3 separate regions of the Mus musculus genome follow, and regions 1 and 3 are each linked to region 2. A link is a contact called in public Hi-C data. All regions are on one chromosome and are shown on one strand. The core of a region is the stretch at or near the end of the contact, and the rest is flanking DNA. Distances in the headings are between cores, read along the strand shown. Region 1 has its middle 12 kb from the start of Gm39471. Region 2 has its middle 11 kb from the start of Gm31781. Region 3 overlaps Gm39472 (a long non-coding RNA gene).

The links. A called contact is a pair of places that touch in the nucleus more often than the background predicts.
Region 1: a Hi-C map of cerebral cortex shows a contact between it and region 2, with 4 times the contacts expected there. The contact joins two enhancer-like sites. A contact is called at or near these places in 5 of 15 datasets of contacts at CTCF or cohesin (the NIH/3T3 cell line, embryonic stem cells, hippocampal excitatory neurons and 1 more), 96 of 484 Hi-C or Micro-C datasets (the AtT-20 cell line, B cells, the Ba/F3 cell line and 42 more), 11 of 115 datasets of contacts at active chromatin or transcription factors (PVALB interneurons, astrocytes, embryonic basal ganglia and 2 more) and 1 of 9 other capture datasets (embryonic stem cells).
Region 3: a contact with region 2 is called in a Hi-C map of cortical neurons, with 2.0 times the contacts expected there. The contact joins two enhancer-like sites. A contact is called at or near these places in 2 of 39 promoter capture datasets (both in liver), 10 of 484 Hi-C or Micro-C datasets (CD4 T cells, DN2 thymocytes, DN3 thymocytes and 7 more) and 7 of 115 datasets of contacts at active chromatin or transcription factors (a beta-TC-6 cell line, embryonic basal ganglia, embryonic limb bud and 3 more).

What each region holds. Positions count from the first base shown.
Region 1 is chr11:114,471,512-114,474,211 of GRCm38.p6, forward strand. No RefSeq gene overlaps it. Among named protein-coding and RNA genes, the nearest start is that of Gm39471, 12 kb to the right of the region's middle. Within about 2 kb of position 1,365, at least 32 of the 459 cell types and tissues checked have an H3K27ac peak or open chromatin away from gene starts, as enhancers often do. A contact at or near this core is called in cerebral cortex and ganglionic eminence, where this site is marked.
Region 2 is chr11:114,635,871-114,638,570 of GRCm38.p6, forward strand. No RefSeq gene overlaps it. Among named protein-coding and RNA genes, the nearest start is that of Gm31781, 11 kb to the left of the region's middle. Within about 2 kb of position 1,426, at least 30 of the 459 cell types and tissues checked have an H3K27ac peak or open chromatin away from gene starts, as enhancers often do. A contact at or near this core is called in cerebral cortex, cortical neurons and ganglionic eminence, where this site is marked.
Region 3 is chr11:114,498,542-114,501,241 of GRCm38.p6, forward strand. All of the region lies in intron 1 of Gm39472 (a long non-coding RNA gene), which reads left to right. Among named protein-coding and RNA genes, the nearest start is that of Gm39472, 11 kb to the left of the region's middle. Within about 2 kb of position 1,355, at least 5 of the 459 cell types and tissues checked have an H3K27ac peak or open chromatin away from gene starts, as enhancers often do. A contact at or near this core is called in cortical neurons, where this site is marked.

The DNA of each region.
Region 1 (2,700 bases), core at 115-2,614, 160 kb before region 2:
CAAAACAAAACAAAACAAAACAAAAACTGGATTTCTAAGACAAGTATCTTGTTTAACATAAGTATATCCCAATGGGACACACTAATGAAAATTATTCATTGTCTGAAATTCCAATTAAACTTGGCGTTCTGTGTTCTTAGCTGGCCACCCTGGGATGACTCCCCACTGAGGTCCACCCTCCCTGACATCCTTAGAGGGAGATGGGTCAGGAAGATACTGAAGTGTCTGTGTGCCACCCTCCAAGGGGTCCAAATGTAGACGAAATCCTTTACCAGTGCTGGGAATCAAACTACTCCCAAACTTGGTGGCTTAAAGTGGCCGTTTGGTTATACTTGGAGTGTTCTGGTTTGGTTTCTCTGCTGCTCTGAGAAACACCGTGACCAAAAGCAGCTTTGCAAGGACTGTGTTTACTTGACTTACACTGCTGCCCTACAGCCCCTCACTGAGGGGAGTGAGGGCAGGAACCTGGAGGCAGGAACTGAAGCAGAGACTTCAAGAACACTGTTCGATGGCTGGCTCTGGGCTCACACTCAACTATATATTTTTATACTACCCAGGAGCTCAGCAGTGGCCCCACCTTTAATGGACTTGGCTCTGCCATGTGTTATCATCAATCCAGAAAATGCCCTCACGGGTGTGCCAACTGTGAGCCCAAAGAAGCCGCTCCTCCCTCACCTCTGCCAGGTGTTTTGTCCCAGCAACACAGAAAGACACCCATCTGCTCAGTGGCATAGACCCTGTGGATGTGTTTGTAACCATTGGCAGTAAAGGAGAAAAGTACTAGAAGGAGCTAGGCTTAGGGTACAGGCTCGCCCTGAGGTTATGGAGGTGACAATGAAGGGGCCCTGGAGGAGGCCCTGTTGAAGCTCAGAGAGCAAAGGTAGATTCAACATGAGTCCTAGATGTGAGGATGGGCAGAGCTCAGCCAAAGGTCCCCTACATATTCAGGGCTTAGTTCTGAAGGATTCCGCGACTCCTGGTGAGAGGAAACAGCGAGGGGTGGGAGCGCTCAGAAGCCATCGGAAATGCTCCGGGCTGTGGAAGGTTTGCATCGTGCTTCATCAAAATTGTCTGCCGCCGCCACCGCAATTGCGTGTGACTGGCACCATCTGCGTTGATCCGGCTCACAGTCCCCCAGGCTCCCTCTCCACTCCCACCCATCTGCACAACAGCATCCTGGCATGCCCCATCTCCACTGGAGAACAATAACATCTGCCTACAGCGAAGCCCCGCCTCCTAGTGCTGCCAAAACAGGATTTGGGACGGAGTTCACAAACCCCAAAATGGCCTTGATTTGAGGCCAGAGGGTACACGTGGGAACCTCTAGAGAGTCCAGATTGTGGTCAAAGTAGAGGGGAGGGGAAGAGGAGGAGCCAAAGGGCGGTGGAAGGTCCCCAGCTGTATAGGGCGCATCCCATTCTCTCTGGTCCTACCTCTACTTTGATAGAAATGGATCAACCTTGACTCTGGGCCTTTTTGCCTGGGGTGGGGGTGGGGCCCTTGGGATGCTCCTCCCCTACACCTGCCTGTGGGAAGCCAGCAGGCCAGCAAGCCCCGCTGTTGTTTGCTGCGGTGAGAGGCAGGAGCCGCATGAAGAGCATGCCTTTTGAAGCTGCAGTTAATTGGATTTTACCGCATTTCTCTCTTCTGCCCTGTCCTTAATAAATGGCAGGAAGGAGAGGAGGCAAGAGACAGCTGATCACAGCTGGGAAGGAAGGTTATGACGGTGGCCTCTTTGGGCAAAGTAATCAATGCTGAGCCTCCCCGAACGTTCAGACTGCCCTGTAAGGGCTCAAACAACACTGAGCCCTCAAAGAGGGCACTGACAGGCTAGCTGCCTCTATTACTAGGGTTTTTTTTTTTTTTATTCCTGGAAAGATGTCATCTCACCATTGCCTACACAACCGTGTGTGCGTGTGTGTGTGTGTGTGTGTGTGTGTGTGTGATGTGTGCACACACATCCACAGGCATTCACACCTGGGATGCTCTATGCTCTATGCAGGCCTACTACCTGCCCACAGTCCTGGGTGTGCAGGACTCAATCTGCCATCTTTGTTCTGGTTTGGATGGAGTTCTACCCCCAGCAGCCGCGCCCCACGAGGTCATGGATAGCACCTGACTGTCTTGCCATGGTTTGAATCGGAAATGTCCCTCTCATGAGCTTGGTGCCAATGCTTTGGGGGCTGTGGGATTTCTGGGGATAAGGCCTGGCTGACAGACATAGGTCACTAAGGGTGGGCCAGCCCTAGTTCTGGTCTAATCTCTGCTTCCTGGTTAGCTGAGATATGAAAAGCCCATAACTCACTTTCCTGAGGCCACAGGTAGTTTGTGTCTCCTTCTCCCCCCCCCCCATCCCTCCCCATGATGGACTGAGCCCCTTTGAAACTGTGAGCCAAAATTAATCTTTCCCCAATTAAATTGCATTATTCAGGCACTTTGTCACAGTAACACAAAAGTAGGTCGCAAGCCCTTAAGGGGGGTCTATTGTTGTTTTACTAAGCGGACCTGTCAAATTTACTAAACAGTTCCTGTCACATTACCTTCTAAATATTTGTGGGTGTGCTGGTAACTCCATTCTGCCTTCTGCCTCGGTCAGAGAGGCTGCCTTCTGCAGTGGGTGGTTTGGTGACTACTGAGACTCAAAACTAGTCAAAAGTGTTGACAAGAAGTAACTGTTGAGTGTTTAGCCGGAGTGACACA
Region 2 (2,700 bases), core at 176-2,675:
ATTCCTAACTCTTGCACTGAAGAGCCGGGAGGAAAGTAAGTGTTGGGGTGTGGGGTGGGGATTGGGCTCTGTTCCTCATCCTCTGATGAGTATACTGGGGGCCTCCATCATTCTTCTTACTCCAATGTCCCTCTTCTGCCTCCATCTCTACAACCTCCATTTGGTACATTTTCTGGGAGCCTCTGGAACACACAAAGCTCTACCAGGAGTGAAGCTTGGGGCACACGGAAGTGTTCCAGGGTGTCGATGTGGCCCATGCTGTGATGCTATGTGAGGTGGGTTCTCCCCAGCTTTTGGCTGTCTTTCTCCTCTCCCCTCCCTCCACATCTGACATTGTCTTTCCTTTCTCTCAGCCAGGAAGCAAAAAGGCTCCTAAAGCCTGATTGCCCAGCTCCACCCTCTCCTTGCTGACAATGTCACGTACACACACACACACACACACACACACACACACACAGTTGTCTGCAGTTGGACTGGATGGAGGTAATGTGGTTCTGAACTCCAGGGATCCTCAGACGACTCACTACATAAAATATACGGAAACTCTTAAATAGACAGTGGCATCCACACTCACCCCGCAGGCACTTACCACCAGTTAGAACTTCCCTTGCAAGAGGCCATCCCCAGCTCCGTCTGTTAAGAAACACTGACATCTAGTGGCTGAATGTGGGACCTGCAGCAACGACTTGCCTTCCAAGAATAGGGTCCGTGGCTGCAAGAGCTGACCCCTCCCATGCCTCAGGACTTTCTAAACAGCAAAGAAACCCCAGCCCCAGCCCCCACCTCATGCTTCTCTTTGATGTTTTCATCCCTCCCCCTTCTGAAAAGCCCCCAGGCTCCCCAAGTACTATGAGAGTCACGAACCCCTGTTAAAATGGTCACGTATGCCTGGTTCTTGCTAAATGTATCCCAGAAGCTTACCGTTGAAAAGAGAGATGTCATAAATGAAACAGGCCGTGGATAATCCACAAAGTGAGTCATTAGGTGCTGAGTTTAAGCCCATGTGCCAGAAGCCACGCAGCGCTTCCAGCTCAGCACCACCGAGGGGGCGGGGGGGGGGGGGGAAGCAGACAGTAAAGTGAGCAAGGCTGTTTTCCCCACCAGCTGCCAATCATCCATCTGACAGCCTTGCAGGCATGTGGACCACAGCTGCTTACTCAGCGCTCCAGGTGCCAGGCAAAGCACTGGGCAATCAACAGTGTACAGTGCGTGTGCGTGTGTGTGTGTGTGCGTGTGCGTGTGTGTGTGCGTGTGCGTGTGCGTGTGCGTGTGCGTGTGTGTGTGCGTGCGCGCGCGCACGCGCGTGTACGTGTGTGTGCGTGCTCGTGTGTATGTGTGTACGTGTGTGCCTGTGTATCTGTGTGCTGGGGAAGGCTGCACAAAAGGAAGGATGTGCACAGCGTGAGTCACTGGCAGACATAAGCAAGTGAACCATAAAATAATCTAAATTCATTTATTCAACAAATGCTTCCAAGCACCTGCTGTGTAAGCGTGAGGAGCTGCCTCCCTCGCTGCATTGGGCTTCCTTCCACCCTCCCGCCCAGCATCTCCGGAGCAAAGTCCACCTCTTGAGCCTCCTTGCCTCCAACTGACCTACATTACCTCAATATTGTCTTTTCTCTACACAGCCCTACAACCCTGGGACCCAGCACACAGGAGGGGCCTGGTGTGTGCTTATTGGAGACATTAATCTAGTACAGTACCTACCCAGAGTGGAAACTCTTCGAAGAATGTTCCCCATGGCTGGACACCCCAGCCCTCCTCATACACGCCCACTGATGGGCGCTCATCATTCCCTAGATGGTTAGCCAGACCTGGCCTCTGAGGCAAGAAACACAAGCACACGTTGGATTTCCCTTCATGGCTCTTCAGGTTCCCCGCCCCCTCCCATCCTTCTGCTCCTATCTGCCCACTGCAATGACCACAGATGACCTCTTCCTACACCCCAACTACCAGCTTGCTTTCTTGTTAATTTTGGTTTTGGTTTCGTTCGGTTTCAAGTCAAGGTCTCTCACCATATAGCCTTGGCTGTCCTGGAACTCACTATGTAAACTAGGCTGGCCTTGAACTCACAGAGATCTCCCTGCCTCTGTGCTGGAATTAAAGGCATGCACCACTACATCCAGCCCCAGTTTCTTTCTTGAGGCAGTAGGGGAGGTGGCCACAGACCCTACAGCGAGACCCTACAGCAAGATCCCTCAAGGCTCTCTGCTCACTGGAGTGATGTCGCCCCACCTCCCAGTCCCCTTTTGCTTCAACTCTCCTGGGAAATATCCAAAGCCCTAGGGTGAGTCTGCCTGGCCAGCTCAGACCCCATTCCCCTCAGAGCCACTCCTACAGCCTGGGACGACACATGTGATTGTTCAGAGAGGTTACACGTCTTACCCTGTGGCCAGGGGGACAGGAGAAAACCCACTACAATTACCAGCCCACCTGCCTCATGTGGACTGGGGGAGGGATAGTTTCCCAACGGAGAGAGGGTATGTGACCAGGAAGAGAGGAAAGATGTAGAAGGGAGCAGGTGACTGTGTCCCCCAAAATGCATGTTCACTCAGATCCTCAGATGAACTCCCATTTGAGAGGAGAGTTTGTGGGTGTTCTGTGGATATGGGGCAAGAGGAGCTCGTCTCGAGTCAGTGTGGCACTAGATCCAGCCACAGTCCTTATATCAGGGCAGCGGGAGGGAAGGTGGCCATGTTT
Region 3 (2,700 bases), core at 105-2,604, 140 kb before region 2:
ATAGGAGACCTCAAAGCCCACCCACAAGGTGACGTAATTCCTCCAACGAGGCCATACCTCCTAATAGTGCCGCTGCCTATGGCCAAGCATTCAAACACATGACTCTATGGGGGCCATTCCTATTCAAACCACCACACCTCATGTTCCCCCTTTTATGTGGTATGTGACCCCAGCCCATGGCAGGGGTCACATTTAGACTGAATCTCTCACCTCAGTTAATCTAATCTAGATAAGCGCTTGCAGGCAACACCTAACAGACTCTTGTCTCATGGGTGATTTCAAATCCAGTCAATTTAATATTAACCACCACAGAGACACAACTCAATTGCTCTACATACAACTGGACCGAAGAGCCTGGTCTGAATCAAAGACACTTTTCTCCCCACTGCAAAATGGATCCAAAGTCCTGGGCTCAGACACCACACCAGGCTTTGGCCTTCAGTGAAATCAACAACAATGAAGCTGGTGAGAAATGAGGACTCCAAAGTCAATGTCAAGACCCCAGCATGTGCTGGGGCATTCCAGAGCAGGGGTGGACAGGAAGCAAGACATAAAGGGACAATCAGATGGACTACAGGCACTGGGCTCCTAGATCGCATCTCTGCTGCCAGCTGCTGTTCCCATCCGAAGTTTGGGAGTCTATCGCCAGCCACCTCCTTACCCCCGGGAAGACAGAAGCAATGAGCTGCACTGAAGACAGAGGCACCAAATGTCAGCACAGCCAGTGATGGTAAAAGCATCCCCTGGAGGGATTCCAGGAGATGAGTCCCCGAGGTGGTTCAAACCAAGACATGACAAAATAAATAAGTATAAATACATTGTGTGACATCTGTGATGACGATCAAGATGCCAGGACCTGTCTGCAGACTTCCAAGGCTCTCCTTCCTGACCAGGCCTGGAGGCTCATCCCTGAAGGAGCATGCCCTCCCTAAAGAAGCGTCTTTTCCATCCATCCCTTCCTAGGGGATGAGGGACAGGCACGCTCCAGCAGAGATCGTCCTGGGCCTGGCCACATCTGGCCCTAGCCGAAGCCGGAGGCTGCCCGGGACCATTTTTTTAATTCTTTTGCAATCAGCATTTTCCTCTCTTCATTTGCTGGTTGAATAATACAGCCTGTAAGAAAAGGGCCCTCAGCACAATTCCGGTGCTCGTTTACAATGGAAATAGGAAAAACGGCGAAACACAGGCTGCAAAAAAAAAAAAAAATGCATTTAAAAGAAGATGATTCAATTGGATTTGGCAGCTCTGATATTCAGGACCAGAAGGAGAAAATCTGTCTATGATTTGAACATGTATAATTAAGATGAAAGCCTTAAGTACTGGGTGCATTTCTTAAGATGTCACCGGCTCTGTTGACTCCGGGCGCTCTGATCAGTAGTGCGGAGCGTTTATTTCTGAAATCTGAATAGCTACGAGTGAGTGAGATGCCTTTTATAAAGCCAGCGCCATGGAGCCCAGTCAAACCCTGATACCACACTGCTTATCAACCAGGGTGAAGGCAGCCAGGCTGAGGCGGGGCAAAGAGCCACATGAGGGCCAGCCCTGATCTCCCCTAAGCTGCCCTCATTCCCTAACCTTTGCAGGCAGAGTTGGTTCCTTCCTGTGTCTAAGTCAGGGTTTCTATTCCTGCACAAACATCATGACCAAGAGGCAAGTTGGGGAAGAAAGGGTTTATTCAGCTTACACTTCCACATTGCTGTTCATCACCAAAGGAAGTCAGGACTGGAACTCAAGCAGGTCAGGAAGCAGGAGTTGATGCAGAGGCCATGGAGGGATGTTCCTTACTAGCTTGCTTCCCTTGCCTTGCCTTGCTCAGCTTGCTTTCTTATAGAACCCAAGACTACCAGCCCAGGGATGGCTCCACCCACAATGGGCCCTCCCCGCTTGATCACTAATTGAGAAAATGCCTTACAGCTGGATCTTATGGAGGCTTTTCCTCAAAGGAGGCTCCTTTTTCTGTGAAAACTCCGGCCTGTGTCAAGTTGACACACAAAACCAGACAGTATACTGTGTGGCCTATTTGGATCTTCTTCTGGTGCCGGTGCACCTGCCAGGTCCCCGGGAACCAGTCAATGAGAGTAAAGGGCACGCTTGGCATATGGGATTGTGTACTTTCAAAGAGAAAGCCTGGCACAGTGGCCCCCTCGCTTTCATGATTTCACTTGCTGAGGTGTTAGGTACCCACAGACAACCTGGTCAAAGGATACAAAATCAGGGGCCTGGAGAGGTGGTTAAGAGCACATATAACTCTTTCAGGGGACCCAGTTTCGGTTCCCAGCACCCTTATAGTAGCTCGCAGTCATCTGTTGACTCCAGCATTAGGGGATCCAGTGCTCTCTTCTGGCCTCCACAACTACGAGGCAAGCACACAGAGCACAAAAATGCATGAAGGCAAAAACACTCATACACATAAAATAAAAATAAATTGATTAAAAAAACACTTAAAAAGATATGAAATGGAAAATTCCAGAAAGATTCCCCTTTATAAATTTGAAGTCGTGTGCTGTCTGATTGGCGTGGTAGAATCCCTCCCTGCCCTTCTCCATCTTGCCTGCCACAAGAGTCATCCCTTTTCAGGGTATCCACGCTGTATACGGTACCCTCCCATCATCACTGAGCAGCCATCTCAGCTGTTACGCTGACGCACTGTGGAAGTGCCACTGTGTTGTGCTCAAGTAAGCTTCACGCAGAAGCCTACTG